Linked DNA regions of Mus musculus: regions 1 and 3 are each linked to region 2. The links are chromatin contacts, called in public promoter capture Hi-C maps. All regions are on one chromosome and are shown on one strand. Each heading gives the region's core, a stretch centred on a gene start, on an enhancer-like site or on the middle of the called end of the contact. The rest is flanking DNA. Distances are from core to core; before and after follow the strand shown. Region 1 holds the start of Zfp933 (zinc finger protein 933). Region 2 holds the start of Dhrs3 (dehydrogenase/reductase (SDR family) member 3). Region 3 holds the start of Miip (migration and invasion inhibitory protein).

Region 1 (3,196 bases), core at 634-3,133, 3.0 Mb before region 2:
TCGATGTGAGGAGGCAGAAGAGATGGCCCAGCAGTTAAAGAGCTCTTCTTGCTCTTCCGGAGGACCTGAATCTATCTGGTTCTCAGTGCATCCACTGGGCAGTTCACAATTGCCTGTAAGTCCAGGTAGCCTCAGAGGCCACACACACACACACACACACACACACACACACACATCCACACACCATATATTTACATGGAGGTATGCATATAAATAAAAATGAGTATTTCAAAAAAGATATTGAGCTGGGCAGTGAGGCACCCCCCCACCCCCTCTCCTACTCCATCTTCTGGGTCTTGACATGAGGTTTAACATTAAAGTAGAAAGTGAGCTCTGTCAAGTGAGTTCTGTCAAATGTGGTCCTGTTTATCACTGGCCCATCATATTCTCTCTCTCTCTCTCTCTCTCTCTCTTCCTCTCCCTCTCCCTCTCTCTCTCTCTCCAGGGTTTCTTTCCCTTTGTATCCCTAGAATTTGTTCCAGGTTGTTCTAGAATTAGTTCTGGGGACCAGACTGGCCTCAACCTGAGTGAGTGATCTGCTACCACTGTTTCATAGTGCTGGAGTTAAAGGCATGTACCATCATATGCTGCTAAACTAGCCTATCACTTCCAACCCAGTCTCTCCTGCAAGGAGGACTGACCAGTCAGAACTCTCCGATTCTAATTTCTGCCCCGAGGAATGGCAGCCTTTTTCCTTCTCCAAGCTTGTGATTCCTGGGACAATTGCAGTTTCAGCCATCCTAGGAAGCCATCCTCAGCCCTCAGGTGCTGGCCACAGGGAAATCCCTGGTCACCCACAGCCCTTCTTCCTCTCTATGGACAGAACTCTGAGTCCTAAAAAGGTAAGAAGATGCATCCTCCATGTGTTCACAGAGAGGCAAAGGCAAAAAGCCTGGGGAATGTTCAACAAGGATGAACTCAGTGGCTTATCTTTTATGGGACGATCTTGAGTTTAGAACAGGCTAGAGCACAGGAAGGAAGAGCTGAGGAGGGTCTCCACATCTCCCCCATTGCAGACATTTCCTAGTTATAATGTCCAGCGTACAACCTTCCATGCGACTACCATGATTTCACAGGAAGCCAGTAAAGTCATTCACACTTTGGCCAAGCCTTGACTCTTCCACAGGCTGGCACTACAAGGTTCCTTTCTGCAGTCCTGGCTGTTCTAGAATTCTCTCTATAGATCAAGTTGGCCTCAAGGTCAAGCGATCCCTCTACCTATGCTAAACCATGTCTGCCTTCATTTCTCGTTCTTGATGCTGGACAGAGACCCCATCACTCCTCCATCATGTATTGTCGCTGAGGCCATTTCAGGTTTAACTAGAATTTGATTTCCTTGATCAAGAATTCTAGGAAAATTACTCAACTCCACTTCTAGGAACCCAAGGTCAGGATATCCTTGCTAACTTATCTCAACCTGTTTGTGCTGGAACCCCCTCTGGCTAACTGCTTATCTTAGCTTCTACTAGAGACTGCTTGTTTCTGTGAGGATTCTACTTTGGTTGCCAGATGTAAAAATCTGGAGCTAGGGCACTCAGTGCCCTCGGCAGCTCAGCTCACTCTCCAGTGTACGTATTGAAGAGAGACTGTGGGGTAGAGTTATCGTCCTATGAACCTCTGTACGCTAATCCTGATTTTTGCTGGAAATAGACCAACTCAACAATTTTGAACCAAATTTAAAGCAGGCATTTATTAAATATTAAATACTGACCAAGAGACAGACCTGGGTCAGTAAAATTCCCCCGGAATTTGCCAGCGCGAACGGCCTCAGTCACGTGTTACAGCGGTTTCTTTTTAGATATTCAACTAGACCACCGTACTTTCCCATGAGCCTTTGTTATTTCCAAAGAACTACAATTCCCAGCATTCCAGGAACTTACGTAGTTCCGGGGCAGAGGAGGCTTCCAGGTTAATTTTGAGAATTACAGATGCAAGCTCTCCACCTTGATTTCAGGAGGAAGAAGGGGAAGTTAGTAGTGGGTGGTCTGAGGGACGCTCAGGCAAGGTCCTAAGTCTCGACATGGTGAGTACAGGGTCACTGCCCATATCGGGGAGGAGCAGGCGGATGAACCTGGGGAGCTGGTGTGGTGGGTTCTCCTCGGGACTGGGTGGTAAGCGGAGGCCAGATGTGGCCACCTGTGGGGTCTGTTTTAGTTCTAGTCATTCCCTGGACCCGGTAGTGGGCTCTGAATAACGTCACTATCCGGACTGCTTCTGCGCCAAGCATTTGGAGTAAGGACTTGTGTGCAGGATCATCCTTGGCAAGATGCCAAACTCGAAGAGACCTGGTTTCTCACAGTATCTTCTACAACTTTTTTCCTTTAGCATTTAACGTTTAGTTGTAAGGTCCATTTGGAGTTCATTTTGTGGCGGTTGTAAAAGGTGTCTCACGTGTTGGGTAACACTACAATGTTAATCTGTGATGTAGAAGAATAGGATTTATGATGTAAAGGAATTGCAGTGCTTAGGAGAGGGTAAGTCACACCACATAGAATTTAGATAAGTGAGGATGCCATCTAAAACACCCTACAGATGGGTACTATGCTAACCATGTCTGTTAGATAGGATGCTAGGATACACATTTTTGTTCACTAGGATTGTCCAGAAATATGGCTGAAGAGCAGAACAAAGGAGACAAACCAGATTTACAACCAGCTGCTAGGCCATTCCCATTGATAAGTTATTTGTTCTCTGCTGCTCAAATGAGCCAGTTCAAGCCAGCTTGGATTATATTAAATGTCAGTTTATTGGGAAGCCGCTCTTGTTCACTGGCCCCAAGGACCGAGGTCAAGGAAGTTACCATGGTGAGAGAGGGAGGCAGAGAAAGAGAAAGCAGGCAGGGGACAGAGAGAATAGGAGAAAAAGAGAAAGTGAGAAGAGAGCAAGAGAGAGAGAGAGAGAGAGAGAGAGAGAGAGAGAGAGAGAGAGAGAGAGAGAGAGAGAGAGAGATTGCAACATGAGCAAGACTACACTGTTGTCAATTTCTTGCAAAGGAACAACTCTGTAGTGTTGAGGGCTGTTTTTTTTTTTTTTTTTCAAGTAAGGCTTTCCATGTGATGGGGGGGGGTGGGGAGAGAGAGAGAGAGAGAGAGAGAGAGAGAGAGAGAGAGAGAAAGATTTTGAATTAGTCAGTGTGGAGAGGAGTTTTGAGTCAGAACAGCTGAGTTGACCAGCCAGCAAGAGTTCAGGAAAATCT
Region 2 (3,286 bases), core at 681-3,180:
AGGAGATTCAGGAGCCCTGGACAGCTGGAGGACCCCAGGCCCCAGCTGTTCATGCTAGAACAGCTTGGCCAGGGAAGAGTTAATGGGCAATCAGTTTTGGATGATAGTTCAGACTCCAAAGTTCAGTCTCAGCCACCGAAGGAATTGTAAATCTCAGGGCAGTATTTAACAAAACAAAAGCAACCTGGAATTACATGAAGGTTTGGCTTTCCACAGAGCATATTTACTCTAATCCCCAAGGTATGCGGCTCCATGTCAGATCAGCTGGCTAGCCTGGTCCTCCCACCCCCCCTCCTTAGCAACAGTTTAAATTTCAAACTAATTCCCTAGTTTGTTCTTCGTCTTCGCGGGCCGGCTGGAGACAGACCGGCCTGCCGGCCTCAAATCCCTCTCCATTGCTCTTGCCACTGAGTGAGTCAGCCGGGTCTGCAGTTGCAAGTTGGGTGACAGCTGGCTCTCCCTCCAGTACTCTGCAACACCACGTCTCCAAAACCTGGAGCATGGGGAGCTGGTGTCACCCACATAATAAGAGGCAGTGGTCAGAGGGGCACAGTGCCACCTTCCAATCCAGCTGAGAAGGATCCCCTCCGATGAAGAGGGCGGGGGTGGGAATCAAGGTTGAAGGTGAGGACAAGGGCTCTCTTTATCAGCGGCTGGCTACCCCCTCACCCCTCTTTCAGAATTTTAAACACCTGGGCCTCCCAGTCTTTCAGCCGGACTAGACCATCCACGTCAACTCTCTCCTTTACAAATCTGAACCGAGCACCCTATCTCACGTCCCTGCCTAGCTGCAACCTCTCAGCTTGTTTGGGACTAGGCAGCGAGTTGCCAAGCAAAATACCAAGCGCAAGCTAGCAGGGGGTTTGGCTTCCAGCTCTACCTAGGGGCGCGCGCACACCCTGCGCTTGGCAGGGTGCGGGCAAAGAGAGAGAGAGGGCACTACACCTTAGAGAAAGAGTCATGCGGCAAAATGGGTGGGTATTCTAGGTATGGTAGTTGGTAGGGGTAAATAGCCAGCGAGATACCAATCCCAGGGGAGCCAAGCAACTCAGGGCCTGCCAAAACACAGTCCGGTGCCCGGGAAATCTATGAAGGATGAAACCGACTTGCTTCGCAGTCCCAGGTGATGCAAGGAGTGGGTGGCTTGAGACTTTCAGATCGTTGGCGCTGGTTTCCGCACCCGCAGCAGGTGGGAACACCCCCCACGACTGCCTCCCCCTCCCTGCGTGCCAGAGTCCCTTTACCCTCAGCGCCCACTCCAGGTGTCGCAGTGCCACCCCGCCCCCACGCCGTGTACCTTTCTGGCGCCACGCTCTGCGAACTCCCGAGCGAGGTGGCGTCCGATGCCTCTCCCACCGCCGGTGATGAGGACTGACTCCCGCGACAAGTCCCGAAGCTTGGGGGGCAACACCATTCCCACGGCTGCTTTGGTTACCAAATAGATCATTTGCAGAGGGAACACTACCAGCGCGCCCAGCCATTTCCACACCATCCTCCGCGCGGAGGAGCGGGGTACAGGGGGAGGTGGTAGGAGGCGGTGGACAAAACTCCCCGGACAGGAATTAAAAAAAGATAGAAAGAAAACTCCCCCAAACAATAATAAACTAAATAAGGAAAAGGAGGCGTCCCACCTGGTCACTCTTGAACTGATCTCCTTTCAGATGTAAAGGACAGGGCGAGGAAAAATGGGAGGAAAAAGAAAAAAAAAAGAAAAAGAAAAAAAAGATAAACTCTGCTCTGGCGGAGAGGTAAAAAGCGTCTCAGAAGATTGGGACGGTGAGAGGGGCTGTGGAGAGTCCAAGGGGTGGGAAGTTTTAACAAGAAGTTTCTTGCCCCAACAGCCGTTTCGGCTGGGAAATTCACAGGTAATGTTTACAGACCGACAGAAGAGTTTAGGCAAGGCCAGGGACGAAAAAAAAAAAAAAAAAAAGCACCAACCACAGCGCGCACACAGCTACAGTCCGCGGTTTCAAAGTGCAAGATTAACAAAACAAACAAACAAAAAAGCTGTTTCCCAATTGTAGCGCCCCCCTCCAACTTTCTCCAGAAAAAGAAAGGGGGGAAAAAACCACACACAAAAACACCACACACAAAACCTGGGGAGTGATTGCAGCTCCCAATTTCAGTCCGCGAAAGTCTCCCGACTCATTGCTATTCTTGGGCTCAGGAAATTGCTTAAACGCGATCTGATTGCCAGCACCGTGCAGGAGAAGTGGGGGGTCCGGGTGTCAGTTTCTTCTCGTGCACAGCTCGCCCTCGCGCGCGCCCGCTCTCTCCGGTTCCCTCCTCCCTCTCTTGCAGCCCGGGCTGGGAGTTGCCGCTCGGTGTGGCTCCCTCTCTTCCCCCCTCCCCTTTAGTATTTATTGCCTTCTTTTTTGTTCTTTCCAACTTGGTCGGGCCCGTACTGTGGAGCACTCGTGGATAGGACGCCCTAGTCTGCACCGCCCTATTACTTCGTCCGCGGGGCAGCTGCGGCGTGGACCGAAAGGGCGCCCCCTCCTTTTTTTTTTTTTTTTTTTTTTTAATACCCCATTAAGTCTGATTGACAGTTAAAGTTGTTGGGAGGCTTCACTATCGTGCCTCTGAGTGGCTGCGGCGACTTCCCCTCCCCCTGCGCCGTGGCGGGGCACGCGCCTAGGCGCGCACCCGGTCTCGCTGCGTCTCGCACTCCCCTGGGACTCGCTTCTCATTTCTGCAAGCTGGAACTTGCTGCCCTAGTCCCCGAGGGCTCGCAGCCGGAACTCGAACACGCTGCAACCAACTCTGGCAAGCCAGCTTGCTGTATCAGACCTGGCTCCCAGCCTGGGCCAGGTGACCACCCCTGAGCGGCCGGGCAAACCGAGGGGAAACTCGCGCATGCCTTGATGCTATTGGGTCGCCAAGGGTTCATTTCAGGTCACTTGGTCATTCTTCTGCCTCCAGGTAGGACCAGGAGGTTATGTTTCATCATTGCCTGATTCCCATTTTCCTTCAAAGAGTGTACATCCGAAGTTGTATTAACGTGAAGTCTCTCACGTTGAGGTAGAGGGACCCCTTGGGAGGCAGGATTTTGCTTTGGGAGAAAGGGGAGCAGGGCAAAGGACCTCTAACCCCAGGTGCCAATAAAATCCCCATAAGATTAGCTGGGAGCTTATTTATTGCTTATCTGGGCTAGAATTACCTTGACTGACAGCAATTTCCTTAATAACAGAAGCCTGTAAACAACACGTCTTCAAAGCTATGCCACTGTTCAGTTCATCCAGTGTCCCCTCTCTGGGTGCCCTTACCCCGCTGACCTTTTGGGCAC
Region 3 (3,217 bases), core at 700-3,199, 3.0 Mb before region 2:
CACAGCACTTTCTAGCACTAGGAATGCCAGCCAGCAGGAAGCCTTCATTGAGCACAGTCCATGCCTTACTCCCCTGCGTCCTAGGTTCAAGGCACTGTGATGTTGTCAGCGTTGGGATCTTACAATCTAGCTCCTGTTTGCAACCAACCAGTGGCAATAGTCTTCTCGGGTTTGTGGCGCATCAGGGGTATCATAGGAAGGTAACCCACCTCTGGCTCTAAAATCTATGTTGAAAGAAAGCAAAAAATCATCTCTGTCCTCTGTCTCCACTGCGGGGGGGGGGGGGGGCTCCTCCTGATTTTAAGCTCTTTAACTGTTGCTTTGATGTTTCCAGGGAGAGAGAGAGAGAACCCCCACAGAGCCTACAGAAGTCAAGCCAGCTGCTGTTGGCTTTAAACTTAATTCTATTAGATCATGCAACTGAGCAGCCACGCTCCCCACTGTTATGTCCTTTATACAGAGGAGGCTAAATACAAAGCTCTTCCAAGTCTCTCTAGTTTCCCGGACAAAAGTTATCCTCATAGCTCTCGTGATGGGTACATCTTCCGGGCCCCTCCACTGTGGACAAGTAGCTTTTACACAAAGCCACTCTATCATTCCAAGTTCCCTAAGCCTTTCAATCCCATCCTCAATAGAATACCACTCCAGGGTGTCAGGCGACTGCAGCTCTCTTGTAGTAGGCCATCTCTGGACCCATGCTTCAGCCAACCAATCAAACAAACTCTTCACACCATTATCTTCAACAGTGCGGGCTATGACATTAAACTCACTATCAAGGCTCAAAGGACCTAAACTGAGAAATTCAATCTGATCCAGTATTGTGAGCCTCCCACCATTATCCCACACCCTTAAAATCCATTTCCTAGCATGTTCCTTTGCCTTTTGGCGATTTGAGTGAGCAAGTGAATTGAGTTCATGATTAGTATGGCGGTGTTTCTGACTTGTAAGGTCAGACAGAGACTTGGGTCTGGTGACAGGTTCAGAAGTAACTAAGGATGTTGAAGACTGGATCTGAGGGGCATCTGCTTTGTCCTGCTGGGTGCGTTCTTTAGACAAGGCATAACCACTTTCCTCAGACAAGGATGGAGAGGCCAAGACAGTGGGCAACTCAGCTTCCTCAGACCCTTCAGAATCTATGTCCTCCCACACATCTCCATCCCAGGTTACCGGATCCCATTCTTTACCAATCAGTGCCCTCACCTTATCTGCAGACACTTTCCGGGCAGGCTGACACATGACCTGGGATTGCACATCAGCTAACCTCACAATGAGGGCTTCAGTCTGTTTTTCCCCAACTTCAATCCTGTGGCGGTAGGAAAGAAGAGTCTCCCCCAGGACACACTTAGAAGCCTTTAGATCATTTATGTGCATTCGGAGCTGGGAAATTTCATCTCTGAATTGGTCCCTTTCCTTTGTTACTTTATCCAGAAATGCCAGAAGCAGCTCGCCAACTGCGTCATAGTCCCTAATCTTGCAGAAATGTTCAAAAGTATGGTACACAGAGTCATTAAGTTCCTTACCGCTCGAAAAGGATGAATCGGGGAGATCGGCCACATTTATCTTCTGCAGCAGCTCACGCCATGGGTTAACAGTGTCATTATCCGGAGAGTCATTATCCGGAGAGTCCTCGGCAAGTTCAGGTTTGAAGAGCCAGCTCGAGAAACCAGCAAGCGCACGTGGGAAATTCATCTTCAGACTTTTGTTTCCCTAGAACTCGGCTACTGCGTCCTACAAGCCTCGGATCCAAATTCCAGTTCGTCCCTGGCAAAAGCACTCTGGGGAGTTGCTAGTGTGGGGTCCGCGTGAAAAGGTCAAAGTTGCCGGAGTCTCTAGCCCCACCTATCCACTGCCATTAGAGACTTTACATCCGGAAATTGCGTAACCGAGTACTACTGACCAACCAGAGCCTGTCCTCAATTTGAATTGGTAGAATTAGCATTAACAGTTAACCAATCAGCAATGAGGTCCCATTAGCCCCTCCTTTCCATATTGAAACTGCCGCTTCCGGATGCGAAGAAACAAATATAAGGCGTCCTGGCACTGTCAATTGGCCGAGCAGGACAGCGGCGGAGGCCCCGCCCCAGCCTTAGCCAATTAGGACAACCACTGGAGGTTCCGCCCCTGCTGGAGGCGGATTCCCCGGCTGCTGGGAATCTGGGCTTTCGGGCGGAGAGCGTTGGCGTCCTTTTATCCATGGCAGCCGCTGATCTCGGGACCACAGAGGCGTGCCTTCGTCCCGCTAGACCGGTAGAGAAGGGGCAAGCGCCTAGGCCCCGGTGTGCACCCTGCCTGAGTGCGCGTGAGTGAGATGCTGGGGTCTTCTCTGCTCGCCCCCTGCAGCCTGCTCCGAAACCCAAGTCTCCAGGGGCCTGTAGGGTGGCAGGGCTGGGAAGGATAGGGGGGTCTGATTCGGCTGGAGGAGTCTGGGCTGGGGTTGTAAGAGAAGTGGGAAGTGCTTCTTTATATTGCAGACATCTCTTCCAGAAGCAAAAGAAAGTGTCTGGAGAGACGGCTCAGTGCTCTTAACCACTGAGTTCAATTCCCAGCAACCACATGGTGGCTCACAACCATCAGTAATGGAATCCTACGCCTTCTTCTGGTGTGTCCGAACAAATAAATAAATCTTTGAGAAAGAGAGAGAGAGAGAGAGAGAGAGAGAGAGAGAGCCCCTGAGTATAATTTTTGAGGACCAAAGCTGGCCGGAGAAGGGGTGGGGGTGGGGTTTGTGTCCCAGTCAGGGCCATGCTTTCCTCCGTGCAGACCCTTCATAGGGAGTCATGTGTCAACAAAGGTTTATTTGCCCCAGAGCACAGCCAACAGAACAGAGAAACGATTCCACCCAAGTGTGGCTGGGTGAACCAAGGAGTGTACGTATTGGGGTCATGACCCAAAGGCAGCTACATCACTGACAGTCCCACCGAGCACGGGTTCTGATCCACCCCCGCGCAGCTTTCAGGCAGCTCCATCTGAGAATGCTCTCCCCTGGACATAGTTTAAATCAACCTTGTGGAGGGAGCTCTAGGAATTTGCAGCCTTCTGAAGAGATTCTCTCCTCCCACCATCAGGGAGAAGTTTGAAAGTCAGGGGAAGTAGCCACTGCACAACAAGCAGGAACCTACATTTTGGTTCAAACCCTGCTTTTGACATTTAGTAGCTGTGTGACCTTGGGATATACATGCAAATTAAAGAAAGGAAGAAAGAAAGAAAGAAAAGCAAA

What was found. Promoter capture Hi-C pulls out the DNA fragments that hold promoters and counts their contacts.
Region 1: a promoter capture Hi-C map of hippocampal neurons shows a contact between it and region 2, with 6 times the contacts expected there. The contact joins the promoter of Zfp933 here to the promoter of Dhrs3 in region 2. A contact is called at or near these places in 1 of 39 promoter capture datasets (hippocampal neurons) and 1 of 115 datasets of contacts at active chromatin or transcription factors (astrocytes).
Region 3: a contact with region 2 is called in a promoter capture Hi-C map of macrophages, with 5 read pairs. The contact joins the promoter of Miip here to the promoter of Dhrs3 in region 2. A contact is called at or near these places in 5 of 39 promoter capture datasets (hippocampal neurons, liver, macrophages and 2 more) and 1 of 115 datasets of contacts at active chromatin or transcription factors (astrocytes).

The regions. Positions count from the first base shown.
Region 1 is chr4:147,847,105-147,850,300 of GRCm38.p6, reverse strand. Zfp933 (zinc finger protein 933) reads left to right here and starts at 1,883. Exons shown (of 4, transcript NM_198619.3): 1 at 1,883-2,023. The coding sequence starts at 2,021.
Region 2 is chr4:144,891,721-144,895,006 of GRCm38.p6, reverse strand. Dhrs3 (dehydrogenase/reductase (SDR family) member 3) reads right to left here and starts at 1,930. Exons shown (of 6, transcript NM_011303.7): 1 at 1,298-1,930. The coding sequence starts at 1,492. It also overlaps a transcript of Vps13d not described here.
Region 3 is chr4:147,867,451-147,870,667 of GRCm38.p6, reverse strand. It overlaps Miip (migration and invasion inhibitory protein), which reads left to right and starts at 1,949. Exons shown (of 10, transcript NM_001025365.2): 1 at 1,949-2,299. Fv1 (Friend virus susceptibility 1) reads right to left here and starts at 1,689. Exons shown (of 1, transcript NM_010244.3): 1 at 310-1,689. The coding sequence starts at 1,689. The coding sequence ends at 310.